Regions from separate parts of the Triticum aestivum genome. Here region 1 is linked to region 2. A link is a contact called in public Hi-C data. All regions are on one chromosome and are shown on one strand. Each heading gives the region's core, a stretch centred on a gene start, on an enhancer-like site or on the middle of the called end of the contact. The rest is flanking DNA. Distances are from core to core; before and after follow the strand shown. Region 1 holds the start of LOC123093227 (leucine-rich repeat extensin-like protein 5). Region 2 holds the start of LOC123093226 (serine/threonine-protein kinase EDR1).

Region 1 (5,090 bases), core at 1,221-3,720, 250 kb after region 2:
TGGTGGTTTCAAGGTTGCATTGTACTTTTTGCATAACTTAATGGTAGAATAAATCAGGTAAAATAAATCCTGGTATTGTTTTTCTTCTTGCATAACTTATCTTATCTCCCAACAGATTTGTTGGATTGGTGTGGTTGTTAGTCTTAGTTTTAGCCGTGGCTATGAAATTTTGTTGAGAAGTAGGCAAACATAGAAGTTGTTGTTTGTTGAATGAATTTGCTTATGCATCTCTTTTATTCCTAAAACAGTTGGTCAGAAAGATGTTTCACACTGGTGTGATACTATTATTTCTACCCAAGCTCTAATATTTTTAGTGCCAAGAAAAATTGATGCACCCGAACTATGACACATCTCTCTATACTGAAATTGTGGTTGTTGTTTGTCATCTGAAAACCACACTCAAGTATACATTATGGGACATAATGCCCAGAAAATAATCACCAGGCATGGATATCACTGTTGACCTACATAGTACAACATTGCATAATTTTCTGGTTTTCTGAAGGTACAACTCAGTATTATTTTTTATCATACATAGATAGAACAAAGGCCACAAGAGCTGATTTTGTGCACCTTGCTGCATGGGCACCCACTTGATTAAGATATTCTAAGTGTGAGCTTTTAGATTTCAAAATAACAAATTAGATTCTAATTATTAACCTGTGTTCAAATTGTAATGTTATCTAACTCTGACAGATTGTCTTTGAGAATAATTTGATGAACCACCATGTCGCTCTTCAATCTGGTTCCATGGGAAAGTAAATTACATCGCTCGAGCGGGTCAACATAGCCTACAGGTTAAGTGGATGCTATCACTTTATGACATCTTTTATTTATTCCCATTCATTCTACCATTGCTTAACTTTGTTTCATAAACTGTTGTTGCTATGTATGCAAATGCAGGATACATTTCTAGAGCTGAAATTTCAGGGCATCAAGAAGTAATTAACTATGCTTCAAGCAAGGAAGTTATTTGGTATAACTTTTTTGAGGACTAATTTACTAGCTTAATGTTTGGAAGTTAATGAGCTGCAGATATGGCATGTGCGTACACGAAGACCTGATGCATCAAAGCTCGGTGTGGACACCTCTTCTTACATGACATGTTTGTCGACAACTTATCCGAGCTTCAATTTCCAGAATAAAACACATGTTTTTATTTATTATGGTTTCTTCTCTTAGATGACCAAACATTTTGCAGATGTTGATTTTTCATTTCCTTCCAACGCCATTAAATCCCAGTGTTTTCTAATTGAAATGGCTCCCCTCAGTATCACTCCCCTCAGTTTTTGGAGGAACATGGTGCTATTTGGTGTTTTTGGTTGTGGAAAAAATGTCATTAGTCAGGCACTTTCTAAGGTGGTCAGCTGACTGCTCTGTTGTCATGGATGTGGGAAAATCTTTGTCTATATTTTTTTGGGGTACCATCTCTATACCGTCTATTGAGTTTGAAAATGTCCGCGGTACTCCAATTCAGAAGCTCTGGTTTATGTGGGATGTGGGGAAAGAGGAAATGAGATGTCTGATGTTCTCATATATGGATTTTCCCCAATTGACAATGACATTGCCTGACATGATGTGAAGAATGGAGCCGCTTAAATTCCATGGCAAGCTCATCATGGTCGCTTTCTTACTCCAGATGGGTGGGAGGGGGACATGGAGGAAGAGGGAGCCGCCCAAGGACATGATGGTGCGGCCACTGGAAGCGCTATTCTTCCTGCCCTCGTCCTCCGAGAACGACGGGGACAACGGAGGTGGCGTCGGCACTATCCTAACAGGGGGGGGGAGAAGAATGGGAAACGGGAAAGAAAGATCGCGTTCATGCGTGTTGTCCGTGTGTGTGTCGGTCAAGTTTTTAATGGGCCAAGCCCAAAAAATAGTGCAAAACAAATTACAAATGAAATATTATATTGCAAAAAAATGTTCGTCACCATAAAAATGATTCCATTTTAAAAAATATTGTTGAAATTAATAAAAAAACACCTTCTCAAAACAAAAGAAATATTCATGTTTTTCCGAACAACAAAAAATAAAATTGATTGAAAGACTATTTCATACCAAAAAGAAATACTTGGTGTAACCTTATTTCTGACGTTTGCAATAATTGGGTTAAAAATGTGTTTCACAATTGCATGTGGAGCAAGTTATATTTAATATTTCGCCCGGTGCAACGCACGGGCATTTGTACTAGTATATGTAAAAATTTCACGCCGGCCCAAGATCCAACGACCCATCACCGCCCATCCACACAGACCCAAGATCCAACGACCGGGAGGCCCCCAGGCCCCAGTACACGTGGAAGAGCTTTCAATTCACGGGGCGGAGCAGCGCACGGGCTCCTCGTCCTCGGAACCGAGGCGTCCGCTATCAAATCCGCCTTTGCGCCGTCCGTTCCGACTTTCAAGTCCGGCGTGGCGTAGCTCATCATAGAGCAGTTGCTGCCTCCCCTTCAACACCCCACTCCACCCCCCACCCCCACCCCCTCCGCTCCCACCCACCCACCCAATCGCCCCCCTCCATCCCCTCTCGCGAGGCACACAGATCTCGCCTCGCCTCCACCAGCAGCGGCAGCCAGATCCGTCCGTCCGGCCGCCCCGCGAGGGTCCATCCGCCGATCCCCCTCGACCCTCTCGCCGCCGGCCGGTGTCTCGTCTGATCGGTGAGTCGCGGAATGCTGCTCCGTGCTCGTGAGTATGTAGTTCCCAGGATTTCTGTTAGGCGGTTTGGTTTGATCGATCGCGATGGGGTTCGTGGATGCAGGAGCGTGCGTGCGCTCGCGTGCGGCGGCGGTTAGGGACGGCGGAGACAAGCGCGGAGTCGATCTGAGAGGGAGGGGCGAACCCCTTCGCGCTCCTGTGGGTTTCGATCTGTTCGTCGGGTGTAGATCCGGAAGGTATCGATCCATCTGTCCTCTGTAGATCCACGATTCTGCTAATATCTGCTATCTATGTTGTGGTTTGCGATTTTGCACAGTGAAAGCGTAGTTTTGCGCATGATTGTTTCCATCAAAGTCGATGTTTTTGTTAAGTTTTCAGTGCCGCTAGTGTTGTGATCAATAGTGCTGTGATCAAAATGGCATGTTCAGATGTTCTGATGTGCGTTTCATTTGCCTGGCACCAGGGCTTGGTTCGATCTGCCACTTACGACTTGGCGCCATGGAGACTCTGGTCATCTCGCAGCAGCGCAGCCACCACCACCACTCTGGTCGCCGGAGGAAGCCATCCCCGCACACCTCGTCGCCTCAGCCCATGCGTGGCTACCACGCCTTCAACTGCCGTGCCTTCCACTCCAGTATCAGCATCGGCATCCTGCCGTCCCCGCCCCCACCCCCACCTCCGCCTGCCCCCCGGGCTCGGACCTACTCCCCGGAGCCCAAGACGCCCAAGCAGCAGCTGCACAATGGCAAAAAGCGCAGCAGGGCGATTCCTATAACTCCATCAGGATCTCCTCCTTCCCGTCCCGAGCTTTGGGCTGGCCCGGCATACTCCAATTCGCCGCCACCCAGCTCGCTGCCTATTCCCAAGTTCTCACTCCACCAGAAGCGCAGTGTATCGCTTGAGTTGCCACCTGCTGATAGGCCAGAGCATGTGGAGGTGCTTGTGCATGCCAAGTCTGCACCTTCGACACCCACTGCTGGCTCAGGACTTGGCTTCTTCGGTGACAATGATACTGCCATTGCCACGGAGAATCTGAGGAGGATCCTTAATTTGGAAATCACCGAGGACTGAATGATGGGGGCATCACCGTGTACATAGGTCATCAGCAACTAACCTTGGGTACTTTGTATAAAGTAACTTAGAATAGCAGCCTTCCACCTAGATTCTGCATCAACAGGAGTACTGTTAGGTGTGTTAGCAAGCACATCATGACTCGCGGGAAGCTGCCGTGAAGGATGTGGTGGTGGTGGAGACTGTTGGGGTGGAGAGAGCACAGCAGTTTCAGAGTCACCTTGTAGCTTGTGTTCACCTATAGGGTTCCAACTTTCTTTAGGTGTTAGATCTTCATTCCCATCCATGGTCAGTGATCCATTAGTGGTTGGTAGTCTGCGTGATCCTAGCTAGTAGGAAACTGCAGCAGGCAGGGGTAGGGTAATAAGTTCTGTTCTACTGTTAGATAACTAGAGTTTACGCTCCAGCATCTGTTCCCATCTTATATTCTGTAGGATGTCTGCATATTATATTCTTCCGATACATACATTCTGCCTCGCCATCTTGACACTCCTCTCACACCGACTTCCCTGGTGCTCTGCAAAGAACACAAGGATCTCTCCTCGCTGGCTCTTCTGTATTTTTTGGAATGAAGAAGCCAGTGGAGGTTCAAGAAGCCCCCCTTCGATGCCCTTTCTCCCTCATCTGTCAACTGACTTTTATCTGCACATCTCCCCTCCCACCTTAGTTTGTTGCATATGTAGCATGTCAGATCCCCTCCCCTGCCATCCAATCTTCATTCCATGCATATAATCTAAAGTTCCATCCAGTGGCACCTTGTGTAGATCCTCGTTCATGTTCATGTCCATGGAACATGTGGAGGGTTTGAGTTCCGTTGGCATGTTTGATAAAGGATGCAAGATTCCATTTCAGAGACCTGCGAGCGGACAAACCATAATACGGTAATTTTTTGTGTGCTGCTTCTTTAATCTTATTACATCTGTTGATTTCTGTGGCTAATATTAAAGTGATTCTTGTGCTGTGGTGCTGCAGGTTGGCTTATCCAGTGCACTTCATGGCGCACAAACCTGGGGTGCTCAGCCGAGTTTGCAATAAATCTAGTTGCTTGTTTCCTTTTTAGTTAAAGAGCAGCGCAGCTTATGCTAGACTGTTTCATTTTATGTAATGCCTGCTTGGCTAGCTGTTTCTGGTACTGTTTAAACCTTGGACCTAGTGGTGTTCCACCTTCTATGCAGATGTTGTTGCTTTCTTTGTTAGCTTCGCTTGTTTGAGCGCATAAATGCAAGACGACCTTTATGTCGGTGTTAAATTCTCTGCTGAACGTCGTGTTGTCGACCATTTGTGAAGATCAGTATGTTTTATAATCTAGTTTGTTGTTAACTTCTTTGACCTGAATTAAGTTATGTGTGTGATTTGACCTGT
Region 2 (5,659 bases), core at 2,183-4,682:
ATTTAACCCAAATTTATTGATTCGGCACAAGGGGAGCCAAAGAATATTCTCAAGTATTAGCAGCTGAGTTGTCAATTCAACCACACCTGAAAGACTTAATATCTATAGCAAAGTATTTAGTAGCAAAGTAATATGGAAGTAACGGTAACGGTGGCAAAAGTAACAGTAGCAGTTTTGTAGTGATCGTAACAACAGTAGCAACTAAAGTAACTTAGCAAGGATCAATATGTGAAAAGCTCGTAGGCAATGGATCGGCAATGATAATTGTGTGGGATGATATTCATCATGTAGCAGTCATAACCTAGGGTGACACAGAACTAGCTCCAATTCATCAATATAATGTAGGCATGTATTCCGTATATAGTCATGCGTGCTTACGGAGAAGAACTTGCATGACATCTTTTGTCCTACCCTCCCGTGGCAGCGGGGTCCTAATGGAAACTAAGGGATATTAAGGCCTCCTTTTAATAGAGAACCGGACCAAAGCATTAGCACTTAGTGAATACATGAACTCCTCAAACTACGGGAATCACCGGAAAGAATCTCAATTATTGTCACCTTGGGGTATGCGGATCATAACTCGTAATAGATGTCTACAACTTGCAAGATAGGATAAAGAACACAAATATATTCATGAAAACATAATAGGTTCAGATCTGAAATCATGGCACTCGGGCCCTAGTGACAAGCATTGAGCATAGCAAAGTCATAGCAACATCAATCTCAGAATATAGTGGATACTAGGGATCAAACCCTAACAAAACTAACTCGATTACATGATAAATCTCATCCAACCCATCACCGTCCGGCAAACCTACGATGGAATTACTCACGCATAGCGGTGAGCATCATGAAATTGGTGATGGAGGAATGTTGGTGATGATGATGACAACGAATCCCCCTCTCCGGAGCCCCGAATGGACTCCAGATCAGCCCTCCCGACGAAAAATAGGAGGCGGCGGCGGCTCCGTATCGTAAAATGCGATGAATCCTTCTCTCTGATTTTTTTTCTCTCCAGATGTGAATATATAGAGTTGGAGTTAGGGTCGGAGGAGGTCTAGGGGGCCCACAAGCCTCTAGGGCGCGTCCTAGGGGGGCGCCCCCAGGCTTGTGGCCACTGGGTGGACCCCCTCTGGTTGATTCTTTCGCCAATATTTTTTATATATATTCCAAAATATTCTTTGTGAATTTTTAGGTCATTTCGAGAACTTTTATTTGTACACAAAATAACACCACGGCAATTCTGCTGAAAACAGCGCCAGTCCGGGTTAGTTCCATTCAAATCATGCAAATTAGAGTCCAAAACAAGGGGAAAAAGTCTGGAAAAATAGATATGATGGAGACGTATCAGCCACCACATGCCCGACCCGACACGCCTACAGGGGCCACTTTTGTTCCCTCGGCAATCTCTCCCACGATGGCATGTAGCACTCCCATCCCATCCCAACAGTGTGCAGATAAATCCACCCCCACAATTTATACTTGGTGCACACATGAGCAAAAACTGGATTTTTACAACACAAACAACTTTCTAACCTAAACATCGTCGTTTCTTCCCTTCTTCCTATAATTAAGGCATCTCTTAAGAATCCTAACTACTAAAATGCTTTGCTCGAGGAGTATAATGCATTGTTATGGAATGACACTTGGTCTTTGATTGCTCATCCTATAAGTGTGAATGTCATGACAAGCAAATGGATCCACCACTACAAATTTCGAACCGAGACTTTAACGCGGTACAAGACTCGGTGGGTGTTACAGTTTTTACCCAACAGTCTGTCATCGACTACAGGGAGACATTTAGCCGAGTGGTCAAATACGCGATGATCCTCATCATGCTCGACATTCCTTAGCTCTTCTTGGCCTATCCATCAATGAGAAGCGCCTTCTTGCATGGACATTTGGCTGAGATCATGTACAACAACCAACCATTCGGCTTATTTGACTCCTTTCGTCCATCGCACCGTCTACTAATCACTTTATGGCCTACAACAAACCCCCGAGCATGGTTTCCTCGTTTCACCACCTACCTTGTGTCCATGAGGTCCGTCACTTTGAAATCAGACTCCTCCCTCTTCATTTTATATTGAGATACATCTGTCGCCTACCTTCTTATCCACGTAGATGATATCATCCTCACGGCTAGCCACGTTCCCCTTCTCCTCAACATCATTGGCTCTCTCCAATGATTGTTTTCCATGTTCGGTTTATGGGGGCTCCATCACTTCCTGGGCATCAACATACGTCGAAATAGCAGAGACCTATTTTCTTTTTACCAAGAGCAATATGCTAGAAATCCTAGATCGTGGCGTCCACCTCAACGTCAATCCTATCACCACACCGATTGACACCAAATCCAAAGTTTTCGCGTTGAACAATGCTCCTTTTTCCAGTCCCACCCACCACTGTAACATAGATGGTGCCCTATGGTACTTAACGCTCACCGCCCCGTTTTTTCCTATGTCGTACAACAATGTTGCTTATCCAATCATGATTGTGGAGAAAAACACCACCAGCCAGCCAAACGAATCATCCGCTACTTAAGAGGCACGATGCACCTTGCCCTGCAAATTTAACGCTTCTCCGACGATGATCTCGTGACCTTTTCTGGTGGCGATCGGGCAGGGTGTCCAGACACGCGCAAATCTGTGTCTGGTTTGTACATCTTCTTGGACAACAACGGAACATTGTTTCGCGGTCGAGCCATCGTCACTAACTCTATGGTGTAATCCTCTGGCTGCACAACTCCCACCACACTCTGGCATCTCATACAATGAGCGACTATCGTCTTCTACGACAACATAGCAGCGATGTGGCTCTCGAGCAACCCCGTCCCGCACCAACACATCAAACATGTCGAAACCGACCTCCACTTCGTCTGCGACCGGGGTCTCTGTTTTGGCAAGGTGCGTGCCATGCACATCTCGGTGAGCTCTCGGTGCGCGGATATCTTCGCCAAGGGCTAGCTGACGGCGACCTTCGACTACTTCCGAGCCAGCCTCAAAGTCCGTGCGCGCGTCGATGTGACGACGGCGGGCTGTCAGAACGGCCACCTCGACCCCTCTGGACGTCGTCATCCGAGTCAGGCGCTCTGGATCTCGTCGGAGGCCCGCCGGTTGAGCCCCCACCACGGTGGAACACGGCGCCGGCACATTGTATCCGCACATCATCCATCCTCCACATGTCCCTCTCCCGGTCGGTACCCACACACGGCACATGACCGCGCCGTGAGACGGGCCCGAGCGCACGACCCGCGGCCGGCTCCCTGCCGTCTGCTGCACTCGCGTCGCAGTCTCCAGTGGCCCCCGCCCCCGCCGCCGCCCGCCGCCCGCTGAACTTTACTCGCGTCGTGCTAAACCCGGCGGTTTCGTCGGGTAAACATCCCGGAAACCCGGCCTAAACCCGGAGGTCACCCCCACAGCACCGCGTTTTCGCAGTCTCCCCCCTCGGAAACATCTGTGCCCGCTCGCCCGCTCGCTTACCCAGCAAGCTTTCCCCACCTTCCCCCGCCCCGTCCCCTCCTCCTGGCGGTGGCGACGCGATCACGACACGGAGACTTTCTGTCACCCCTCCCCGCCGATCACCGTCGCTCCACGCGCCCTGCAGCCAGCCAGATAAAAGCCTGGGGGTGGGGAGACTCGGAGCCCCTGGCCGAGCAGGGGGTTGCGAGTCGCGGAGATGAAGAACCTGTTCAAGAGCAAGATCAAGTGGCAGCACCGGTCCAACGACCCCGCCTCCTCGTCGCAGCCGCAGTCGTCGGCGACCTCGCCGGCGAGCTCCCCGTCGGGGACGGCTCCGGCGCCCGCGTTGTCCTCCGCCGCGGCGACGCCGACGGCCTCCGCCCCGGTGGCGACGACGCCCATGGCGGGGGTTGGTGGTGGAGGGGGAGGCGCAGCGGGCGGGGACGACTACATGTACTCGGAGGAGGAGTTCCAGATGCAGCTGGCCATGGCGCTGTCGGCGTCCAACAGCGACTGCGCGGGGGACCGGGACAGGGACCAGATCAGGGACGCCAAGCTCATGAGCCTCGGCGGGGGCGACCGCTTCGCCGCCGGCCGGGACGACGGCCACACCGCCGACTCGCTCTCCCGCCGATACTGGGTGAGGCTCCACTCCTCACACCGGCGAATTCCATTTGAGCTGAGATGGAATGCTGAACCGCACAGTTCTCTAATGAGATAGTAGTACTATTAGGTTGCAGTTGCTTAATTACGCCAGTTTTCAGAATTGACACACTTAATGTGGAGCAAGACTCATGATTCAAACAAATGTCTAGCCAGATTCCGGTGGTGCTACTTGCTTGCTAGTTCACCTCCACCATTTACCATTTCAACCCACGATACTACTAAGTTTATCTATCATTGTTCAAATTAGTAAAGTTTTTTTAGTTGGAATATAAGTAAAGTTTTTCTGTTCATATCACTATATTCACATTTAAAATAGGTCAATGGGGGTTGTTGGATAGTAGTGGGCAGTAGCTAGATCTGGATAATTCGCAAAAAGAAAGAAGAAGAGTAGCTAGATCTGGTTTGCTGGCAAGCTTCACCTGGGTCCACAGTCAAAATCACATAAGAGGAGAGGTGCTACAAGCTACTGCAGAAGTAGAAAACACTAAGATGGCAATAGGGATCAGTGCTTGTGGTAGCAACAACAGGCTTGCTCGACCACATCAAAGCTATAGATATGCTATTTGTTACTGCTTCCTATTTATAGAGAGAAGACAGATATTGGTGTTCTTTCCTGATGCAATTCAGCTTACATGCTCAACATTCAACAAAATGTGATGTCCGTTTGTTATATACATTTGTAAAAAATATTCGCTGCTGGATCGCATCTAGCTGTTTTTCTACGTGCTGTTTTGATGCCATTCACATACTTAGTGTGCCAGATACTATTCACTGCTGCTTTGTTGTTGTAGCTATTCTCCTTGGCTAGGCAAATATCTGCGTCTTTTCCTCTTTGATTTATTAATTAATCTCAAATTCTCTGTGAGTGTATTTACAAATGTGCTCCATTCTGATTTCCAGGACTACAACTGCCTCGATTATCATGAGAAAGTTGTCGATGGTTTCTACGACATATTTGACCCCTCCATGGAGTCCTCTAGGCAGGGGAAGATGCCATCACTAGAAGACCTTCAAACAGGCATTGGGGACCTGGGCTTTGAAGTCATCGTAATCAACCGTGCAGTTGATACTGCCTTGCAGGAGATGGAGCAAGTGGCGCAATGCATCTTGTTGGACTTCCCTGTTGCAAATATTACACTCCTAGTGCAAAGGATAGCTGATCTTGTTACAGATAATCTAGGTGGACCTGTGAAAGATGCAAATGCTATGCTTGCAAGGTGGTTGGAGACAAGTACTCAGCTGAGAACCTCACTACATACTAGCTTGCTGCCAATTGGCTGCATTAAATTAGGGTTGTCTCGTCACCGTGCCCTACTTTTCAAGGTCAGCTCCCCTCCCTCTCTATGTGTGTATGTCGGGTAGTGCATGTGTAGTGCCCCTGTTGTTCCCTCAGAATTGTAGAATATCTCTCACTCGGCTGAAAACGGAGCGGAAGCGACAGAACTGAGTGCCGCCACATTTGATTTCGTATTTCTTAGCAGAAGCGGAAACCAATACGGAAATTCTGGAGATGATTACGGAAGCAGATATTG

What was found. Hi-C and Micro-C count contacts between places; a contact is called where the count stands out from the background.
Region 1: a Hi-C map of leaf shows a contact between it and region 2, with 4 times the contacts expected there. The contact joins the promoter of LOC123093227 here to the promoter of LOC123093226 in region 2. A contact is called at or near these places in 2 of 5 Hi-C or Micro-C datasets (both in leaf).

The regions. Positions count from the first base shown.
Region 1 is chr4B:555,260,548-555,265,637 of IWGSC CS RefSeq v2.1, forward strand. It overlaps LOC123093227 (leucine-rich repeat extensin-like protein 5), which reads left to right and starts at 2,471. Exons shown (of 4, transcript XM_044515135.1): 1 at 2,471-2,659; 2 at 2,761-2,893; 3 at 3,121-4,609; 4 at 4,701-5,032. The coding sequence starts at 3,156. The coding sequence ends at 3,728. It overlaps LOC123095208 (a long non-coding RNA gene), which reads left to right. Exons shown (of 3, transcript XR_006446125.1): 2 at 697-797; 3 at 904-1,245.
Region 2 is chr4B:555,014,451-555,020,109 of IWGSC CS RefSeq v2.1, forward strand. LOC123093226 (serine/threonine-protein kinase EDR1) reads left to right here and starts at 3,433. Exons shown (of 13, transcript XM_044515134.1): 1 at 3,433-4,101; 2 at 5,028-5,450. The coding sequence starts at 3,679.